Regions from separate parts of the Mus musculus genome. Here all the other regions are linked to region 3. A link is a contact called in public ChIA-PET and HiChIP or PLAC-seq data. All regions are on one chromosome and are shown on one strand. The core of a region is the stretch at or near the end of the contact, and the rest is flanking DNA. Distances in the headings are between cores, read along the strand shown. Region 1 holds the start of Ddx10 (DEAD box helicase 10). Region 2 holds the start of Acat1 (acetyl-Coenzyme A acetyltransferase 1). Region 3 overlaps Atm (ataxia telangiectasia mutated).

Region 1 (2,700 bases), core at 58-2,557, 190 kb before region 3:
CTGGAAAATATGGGTTTTAAGAGGATGGATAGAAGTAACATTCCTAAGGGGCAGACACCTAGGGCAGGAAAACACGCCAGCTTGTCTAAGTGTTAACTATGAGACTACTCATCTAGGAACACTGGCTACAAGATGCTGATGTCAGGAAGAGGCAAACACATTCCATTGTCTTTCCACTGATTCTTGGTGAAAACCATGAAGACAATGAGACAAAGAACAAAAGATGATGCTAAGGGACAGAGCCAATTCCCAACTTAAAGATCGAGAGCTGTGGAAACAGACACAGGTCTAGGTTCCAATTCCACACTACTAGATGTGGGAAATTAGGGCCAGTTTCTTATCCTCTCCAAACTCTACAGTTCTTATCCGTTAAATGGACTACTAGGATCCATCCACACCTCAAGATAGGGGCAAAGAATATAAAACATGGAGAGTACTTAAAGATATTTCTATTATTTTAAACATTTCCCACGAACAACAGCGTTTTCTTACATCACTCCAGATTTTAGCTTATTTATTTCATTTTTGAGACCAAGTTTCACGTATCACTGACTGACCTCGAACTTGCTATAAAGCCTTGGATGACTTTGCACCTCTGATCCCCCTGCCTCCACCTCCTTAGTGCTCAATATGTGCCCGGTTTATGTGGAGCTGGGGATTGAACCCAGGACTTCCTGCGTGTTGGGCTAGCACTCTACTGAAGGCTCTCACTCCATCCGCTAGGTTCTTTCCACAGCGGTCACTATTGCCTCTCTGTTCTGTCACCACTGCTGCACCACATGTCCCTACCCGGAGTGTCACCGCATTTCTATCACTTTTCCCAGCACTGCGGAAAGTAGAAGAGTCAGACCTGGGTAGCGACACCCAACAGACCACTAGTGAGGCCCCGTTGGCCGGGTCCGCCCCTTTCCCACACCACCCTGACCCTAAGTCCACCACAGCGGCAACACCTCCGGGCTGCACCCACCCTCGCTCCCCAGAGCCCCGCCGAACGTGCCCCGAGCCCACCTCACCTTCTCGTAGTTTTGCATGAGGCGGCTGATCCCCTCGCGCTCGACCTGCCATTCCGGCTTCTTTAGCTGCTTCCTCCGCTCCTTCTTTTGGTGCTGCCTGTGGCTGTGTTTTTTCTTCCAGCGATTAAAGCTCCGCACCGGGTCGGGTCGGGTTCCCTGACCCAGAGAAGCAACCGTTTTGCCCATGGCGGGGGCTGCCAGGACCCACGACGCCGCTACACGGGAGCCTCCTCGCTCCTCAAGGCACAGCACGGAAGACGCGAAACCAGCGTGTGGAGAAGGCGCAGGGGCGCACGCGCAAGTCCGGGAACCCGCCCCCAAGCTGGGGAGAGTGGGCACACATTAATGACGACAGGCAATGCGCGGACGATGATTGGTGATTTGGCTTCCGCTGGGCGGGGCGATCTTAAGACGCCAGGGGAAAGCGTGCACGGAGGAACTGGGCGTGCTCCACTGCTTCCGAGAGTGCTTGGGGCTTCCGGAAACAGCGCAAGTACACTGCTTATTGCTAGTATGGTGAAGTCATACTCAGCGTAAAGTACTGCTTTTCATTTACTCTGGATTCAAGTGTGCCCAACATTCGCGAGTACACTGCTATACGTTATAGAGTATGTAGGTCGTAGTTACTTTGTAGATCAGACTGGCCTCAAATTTATAAGAATTCACCTGCCTCCTGAATACTCTAATTTCAGTTAAATGCCACCGTGTTGACTCAAAATGCTTTAAAGCAAACTTTTCAATTAACAAAAAGTTACATAATACAGAAAAATACACTTACACATAGACATCGTAAAGATGCCTCTGGAGAGCATCCTAAACATCAATCACCATTTATCTTACAAAGTGTCAAAAACAAACAAAACAAAACAAAACAAAAACCAAACCCTGAGATGATTACTGTGTTAGTCACTGAACTATTACTGTGAAGAGACACCATGACCAAGGCAACTTTTATAGAAAGAAGCATCATTTAACTGGGCTGGCTTACAGTTTCACAGGTTTAGTCCATTATCATCATGACAGGGAAGGCATGCCAGCATCCAGGTGGGCACTGGAGCAGTACCTAAGAGCTGCATCCTGATCCATAGGCAGGACACAGACACACAGACACACACACACACACCTGCGTGCGCACGCACACGCACGTACGCACGCATGAACAGCGACACTGTGCCTGGCATGGACTTTTGAAACTCCAAAGTTTTGAAACTGTGACTCCAAATATATGAGCCTATGGAAATCATTCTTATTCAAACCATCACATTTACTCTCAGTTTTAACAACTGGGTGGCCTTAACTGAATATTCACATTGTATATTTTATAGTGATTTTTTTTTTCAAGACAGGGTTTCTCTGTGTAGCACTGGCTGTTCTGGAACTCACTCTGTAGACCAGGCTGGCCTCGAACTCAGAAATCCACCTACCTCTGCCTCCCAAGTGCTGGGATTAAAGGCGTGTGCCACCACTGCCCAGCTATAATGATTTTTAAGTTAAGTAAATGTTTATTTCCACGACTATGACTATAGCTATAAGTTAAACCAAGATTTTTTTTCATATTTTCCATCACTACACTTTTTTTGTTTTGTTTTGTTTTGTTTTTCGAGACAGGGTTTCTCTGTATAGCTGTCCTGGAACTCACTTTGTAGACCAGGCTGGCCTCGAACTAAGAAATCCCTCTGCCTCCCAA
Region 2 (2,858 bases), core at 358-2,857, 170 kb after region 3:
CCAGATAATCCAGAGGCTGAGGTAGGGGAGTGAGGAGTTCAAAGTCAGATGACCTAGTTAGCAAAACCACTAGAAAGAGAGTAATAGTAATGGTGGGGAGGGGGAGGAAGGAGAGTGGGGCTGGGGCGGGGAGAGAGGCAAGAAAAGGGAGGGGAGGAGAAGGAAGGGTCAGAAGGAAAAAGGCACACGAGTCTTTCTTGGGAACACTTTTTTTTTTTTATGCATATGAGTACACTGTAGCTGTCTTCAGACACACCAGAAGAAGGCATCAGATTCCTTTTTTTACAGATGGTTGTGAGGCACCATGTGGTTGCTGGGAATTGAACTCAGGACCTTTGGAAGAACAGTCAGTGCTCTTAACCACAGAGCCATCTCTCCAGCCCCGGGAACACTTATTTTACGAGTGAGGTTCTGCCCATCTCCAGATGAGAAAATAGACTATCCCTCTGGCTTTCCTATTACTGCAGTCACCCAGTACTTATTGTTTTTTTATCTTTCGGAGACTGGGTATCTCCAAATTGCCCACGTGGGTTGAAATCCTTGATCTCAAGCTCCTCTTGCCCGAGCAGCAACTCAAGTAAGATTCATTTTATAGTTTGTTTGCCCTCAGCTTCCAGCTCCAAGCCTCGGGCCCTCAATTATTCTTTCACAATCTCTTGCAGAGCAATGCTCTCTTTCAGCTCCTATTGCCAGAACTACCCGTTTCGGCGAACCCTGATTTTCTCAGAAACAAAACCACGCAAACCTAACTCCAGACTCTTAAAGACTGACCGACAAAGTCTAGAATGTCACCTTTGGAAAGTACAAAGTGTTCGCCGAACACAACCATCAGAAGCGAGGCACTCACTTCAAATAAAAATTATTTCTTGTACTGTCTCAGTAGCCATCTTGTTAGTTTTAAGACAATCTTCTGATTGCCATATAGTGCCTGAGCTCTGATTAAGACAATTAATTAAACCAATGATTAGCCAGGTGGTGGTTCATGCCTTTAATCCCAGCACTCTGCAGGTGGAGGAAGACCAATGAGCTCGAAGCCAGCCTGATCTTGAGAGAGAGAGAGAGAGAGAGAGAGAGAGAGAGAGAGAGAGAGAGCGTTCCAGGGCAGCAAGGGTTCCACAGAAAAACCAGTGGAACAAAATACAAACCAAACCCCAAAACTCAAACCAATCAAACAAAAAAACAAGGAAAAGGAAATCACAAGGTCACAAAAACGTCTTAGAAACTCCTGGGCCTACAGAGAGACTCAGCTCTCTGCAGTCTGGGATCGCGCCTGGTCAGGCCCAAGCTTTGCTGCACAGCTGATGCGGAGCGTGACAGTAGCACAGACTGACAGGTGGACTGACACACGACGGCGCAGGCACTCGATCCCCAAGGCGCTGGTGCTGAGCGCTGTGGCCCACGAGGACGGACCTCGCGGGCGGCTGGTGGGCTCCCCGATCCCGGCCCACCCCCGGAATCGACCCTGCTCACCTGCAGCAGCCCGCGAAGCAGAGGCCTGCGGACGACGCCGTGCAGAGCCACCAGGGCAGCCATGGAGACGCGAAAGGCTGTCAAGGGCAGAGAGACGCGCCGCGGCCTCCACTTCCCCACCGCAGAGCTTGCGACGTCGTGGCGGGCACCGCCCCGACCCTCTCCTCCAATAGCAGTCCAAGATCGCTGCGCTTGGCGGCGATTGGCCCGTAGCCAGAGGGCGGGGCCTGGCGCTTGGCCCGAGGACTGAGCTGAGGCTCTCCTGGACCAAAAAAAAAAAAAAAAAAAAAAAAAAAAAAGGACTAATGACCACGTGGCTTGACACCTAGGTGGTGCACGCTAAACTGTTGATTGTTGATGCCAGTTGTTTCTGCCTCCAGATGCCTGTAGTTTTCGTGCAGTCCGAGACTTTCCATTCACTTTGCCGTGCCTGATCAGGTGACTGTATTACCCAGACAAAGGATGTTGGTAAATGTTTCCAGCAATTCCCATTATATTCATTTATAATACAAATAAACCAATTTCTTACGTTAAAAGAATGTTGAAGTTGTTTTTCTGTAGGATGCTAAGTAAAATACATATTACTATCTAAACTTCACTGAGTAATAATAAGATTACATCAACTTTCAAAGAAACTCCCCGCAGGCTGGGTGTGATGGGACACACTCAGGAAAGAGGCAGGTGGATCTCTATGAGTTCGACGCCAGCCTGGTCCACATAGCGAGTCCCTGAACAACTAAAACTACAGACGGAGACCCTGTCTCCAAATAATTAAAACAAAACAGAAACAGTGCATTAACTGATATTACATGATAATTCTCACATTTGTGTAACCCATTGCTAAGGCTAGTTGGAGGATTGTTTTGCTTAGGTTTTGTTTGGTTAGTTTTTAGATAGGGTCCCACGGTGTAGCTCTGGCTATCCTGGAATTCACTATGTAGACCAGGATGGTCTTGAGCTCACAGAGATCTTTCTGTCTTTGCCTCCCTAGTGCTGGTATTAAAAGCACTATGCCAGGCCATTTGCTGACTTTGAATCTTCAGTTGGGGATAGCAGATCTTTCTGCTTGTGACATTAATTTTCCTTGATGTAAAACAAAAGGCACAACATACAAATTGAACAATTTACTTCAAGTCGACTTGTTTCATGTAATTGTGTGCACTCCTGTGTAGGCCAAGGGTAAACCTCAGATAACTCCCTCTGAGACTCTCTGCTGCTTTTTGTTTGGTGTTTTTTGTTTTGTTTTGTTTTTGTTTGTTTTGTGAGACAGGGTCTATCTCTCCTTGCACTAGAATGGCTGGCTAATAAGCCACCATCTCTACTCCTTCAACCCTATCCACCCATCCATGGAACTGGGGCTACAATCAAGGGCCACCACGCCTAGCTCT
Region 3 (2,989 bases), core at 435-2,934:
CATGCCGCCCATCATCTGTGGCAAATGGATCTGAAGGGCATCATGTTAAGCAAAATAAAAGCCAGACATAGCAAAGTTATTATTTCATGCTGTCTGTCACATGGAAGCAAAAGACCTGAGAGTACAAAAGCTACTGTCAGTTATGAAAGAAGGCATGAGGTTGCAGGGAGGACACCTCCCGCAGGGGAACAGAGGGCAGACATGATCAGTAAGTTTACATATATGCACATGCCTTAATATATATCAATATATTACATATATCAATATGCCTTAATAATTAGAATAAAAAGAAAATTAAGCTCTGAGTGATATTGCATTGGGTTAGCTATAGAAAACAACATTCTGTATATTTCCAAAAGCCCGATAAAAAGGGCTGTGGAGAGTCTTACCATAAACAAACTATATACACTTGGGGCTGGAGAAACGGCATAGTGGTTAAAAGTGCTGACTGCTCTTCCAGAAGACCAAGGTTCGATTCCCAGCACTGACATGATGGCTCACTACTATCTAACTCCATTTCTAGGGAATCTAATCCCACCTTCTGGCATGCAAGTGGTACACAGACATAAATGCAGGCAAGACACACATACACATCAAACACAACCTCAGAAAACCCTTGAGGAGAAATGCCCTGATTGGAACATTACACAACTTACACACTTCAATGTATTCCATTAATATGAGTACATTTTTAGGCTTTTAAAGCATTAAAAAGAAAAAGAAAAAAACTCTCACAAAGCATACAATATCTCATTTCATATGCTTATTAGGAAGAAAGTCGAATCATCTCTTTTCTTGAATTACTGGGATTGATGGTATATACTGTCAATCTCAAGAAATTATACATTGTGGGAAATAAAAGGTTAACAACAACAAAACCAAAAGGACCAACCACTCCATTCTGGTTTTATACTTAAAAGTACTAGGGACAGAGTTTAAAGAGATGCCTATATCCCCGTGTGTATTAAGATGGCACACTATCGCTGGGACATTATATGAGGTAAATAAGTCGTAGGACTCCATTGGGTTCTATGGTGAGACGGTATCATGCCACGGACATAAAGCGGCACCGGGGTTCCATTTTATGAATTCAAAGAGCATAATCCATGCCCTCCCCTACCCCCCCCCTGCACTGGCCCACCTCCTAAAGATGTTGGAAGTGTATGGATGACTTAATCTTAGAAAACCTAACAGTGTGAGCAGGATAGTAACACACTCAGAAAAACGGTCATCTTCAGTAAGTACAGCAATGGCTCACTCACCACAGAACTTCACAGTATTCCAGGTATGAGAAGGAATTTCTTTAACAAAAAAAAAGTGACACAGATGCTTCACAAAACCCCTGCAGGAAAAGGGAACACACTGGCGCCTGAGCCCTAGCCATCAGCCACAGGACTTTCAAACATGACTGCTCTGTACTGCACCAAGCTGAGGATGCGGCCACGAGAGTAAAGGAGGACAAAGGAACAAAAGTAGCATAACATCTGGGAGGAAAAATGTTTACAGCATATAGGATCGCCTAAAACAGTGGTTCTCAACCTGTGAGTCGCAGCCCTTTCACAGGTCGCCTGAGACCACTGCAAACCACAGGTAATTTACATGGTGACTCCTAACAGTAGCAAGATCACAGTTCTGAAGCAGGAACAAAAGTAATGTTATGGTTGGGGTTCACCACCACATGAGGAACTGAGAACCACTGCTCCCAAAGAACCCATGCACGTTTCTAGAAAGAATAAGACTTTATCTCTGTCTACTGGATGAAACGTCAGTGGTGAGTAACACATTTCAAATACTAAGAAAAGTCTGAAGAGAGAGCTTATCAAAACTATGACGGTACCTAGGGAGAAATGTAATGTAAGTATGCATGACCCCCTCGGTAAGAACTGTAAGAATGGAACATTTCGGAAGGTCTAGGAATGAAGGGAAGTCCTCAGAGGAGCTCTAACCATCAGTGGAACAGTGATGACAAAAAGTGACTGGTGACAGAGCAGATTAGCAATAATAGCATGTAGCCAGGAGAGGAAGAGAAACACTGTGAAACACTCAGCCGTCGTCGTGACTACTCAAGAGAAGGAAACCACACCAAAAACCAAACCAAACCAAAAAACATGTAAAGAAACGTGTTGCGTCCCTAGTTGTTACAGCCGTTTTGTACCTAACAATAAAAGATTTTTTTTTTTTTTAGTTTAAAAATATATACAAGGCAAAAATCACCTGGTTTAGAACTTCTGCTTTTGAACAATACACTACTAACTACACACTCTTACTCCCACTATACATAAAACCACCCATCCTGTTAGAGCAAAGTTGGGGTTTTACTCCAAGGAATAATTTTCATTATATGAGATCTTTACCAATTCTGAACCCAACCTTTCTGGAAATGTTGACTACAGTGTATACAAAATTCATTTTGCTTAGAAGCTGCACAGAGGAACATGAAACCCTCAAAAGGAAGGAATTTATTTTAAAACATGATAAAAATAAAATACCACATTTAGGATATTAGGATCTTTAGTTTTTTAGATTTGAGAAAAGTCAACTAGATTATAAGTGAAAGAACAGTGTTCATTTGCCTTCCTGTTACAAGGTAATTAAGAAAATTGTCAGACTCACAGCCTGGAATGTAATGTCCTGGACTGCCTACTGATTCCACTGCAGCAGCCACCCGCCTCTTTCCTGGACTCTGAGCTCACTGTTGTCTCCCTAGGAACTAGCCCCATGCCTGGCACACACAATACTCAAGTATTTCATAAAATGGACATACGGTTGTATAGTCAGCATATACTTCCACAGTTCTTTATTTAAAACAAACTGATAATTCAGGAAACAGCATAACTGAAAAACATTTACTAGCACTAAACAAATCTACATAACATACATAATTTTACTAAGGTGCAACTAAAACATTTGATATGGCACATTTTCTATTTCATACTGACCTTCTACTTAAAAAGAAAGACAGTTATTATAAACCTTAAGGTGCTCTAAG

Evidence for each region. ChIA-PET counts read pairs in DNA pulled down with a chosen protein or histone mark. HiChIP or PLAC-seq counts read pairs in DNA pulled down with a chosen protein or histone mark.
Region 1: a contact with region 3 is called in an H3K4me3 HiChIP or PLAC-seq map of the SCID.adh cell line, with 14 read pairs. The contact joins the promoter of Ddx10 here to the enhancer-like site in region 3. A contact is called at or near these places in 7 of 39 promoter capture datasets (the C10 cell line, the HPC-7 cell line, the SN4741 cell line and 4 more), 1 of 15 datasets of contacts at CTCF or cohesin (embryonic stem cells), 6 of 484 Hi-C or Micro-C datasets (CD4 T cells, bone marrow-derived macrophages, cortical neurons and 2 more), 18 of 115 datasets of contacts at active chromatin or transcription factors (CD8 T cells, DN3 thymocytes, the SCID.adh cell line and 8 more) and 4 of 9 other capture datasets (adipose tissue, embryonic stem cells, liver and 1 more).
Region 2: an RNA polymerase II ChIA-PET map of memory CD8 T cells shows a contact between it and region 3, with 57 read pairs. The contact joins the promoter of Acat1 here to the enhancer-like site in region 3. A contact is called at or near these places in 2 of 484 Hi-C or Micro-C datasets (B cells and granulocyte-monocyte progenitors), 1 of 115 datasets of contacts at active chromatin or transcription factors (memory CD8 T cells) and 4 of 9 other capture datasets (adipose tissue, embryonic stem cells, liver and 1 more).

Annotation. Positions count from the first base shown.
Region 1 is chr9:53,246,805-53,249,504 of GRCm38.p6, forward strand. Ddx10 (DEAD box helicase 10) reads right to left here and starts at 1,308. Exons shown (of 18, transcript NM_029936.2): 1 at 1,014-1,308. The coding sequence starts at 1,199.
Region 2 is chr9:53,608,743-53,611,600 of GRCm38.p6, forward strand. It overlaps Acat1 (acetyl-Coenzyme A acetyltransferase 1), which reads right to left and starts at 1,608. Exons shown (of 12, transcript NM_144784.3): 1 at 1,471-1,608. The coding sequence starts at 1,533.
Region 3 is chr9:53,434,352-53,437,340 of GRCm38.p6, forward strand. Atm (ataxia telangiectasia mutated) reads right to left here. Exons shown (of 63, transcript NM_007499.3): 63 at 2,771-2,989. It overlaps 4930550C14Rik (RIKEN cDNA 4930550C14 gene), which reads left to right. Exons shown (of 9, transcript NM_001376944.1): 9 at 1-75. Among named protein-coding and RNA genes, the nearest start is that of 4930550C14Rik, 31 kb to the left of the region's middle. Within about 2 kb of position 1,685, at least 25 of the 459 cell types and tissues checked have an H3K27ac peak or open chromatin away from gene starts, as enhancers often do. A contact at or near this core is called in B cells, CD8 T cells, the SCID.adh cell line and 2 more, where this site is marked.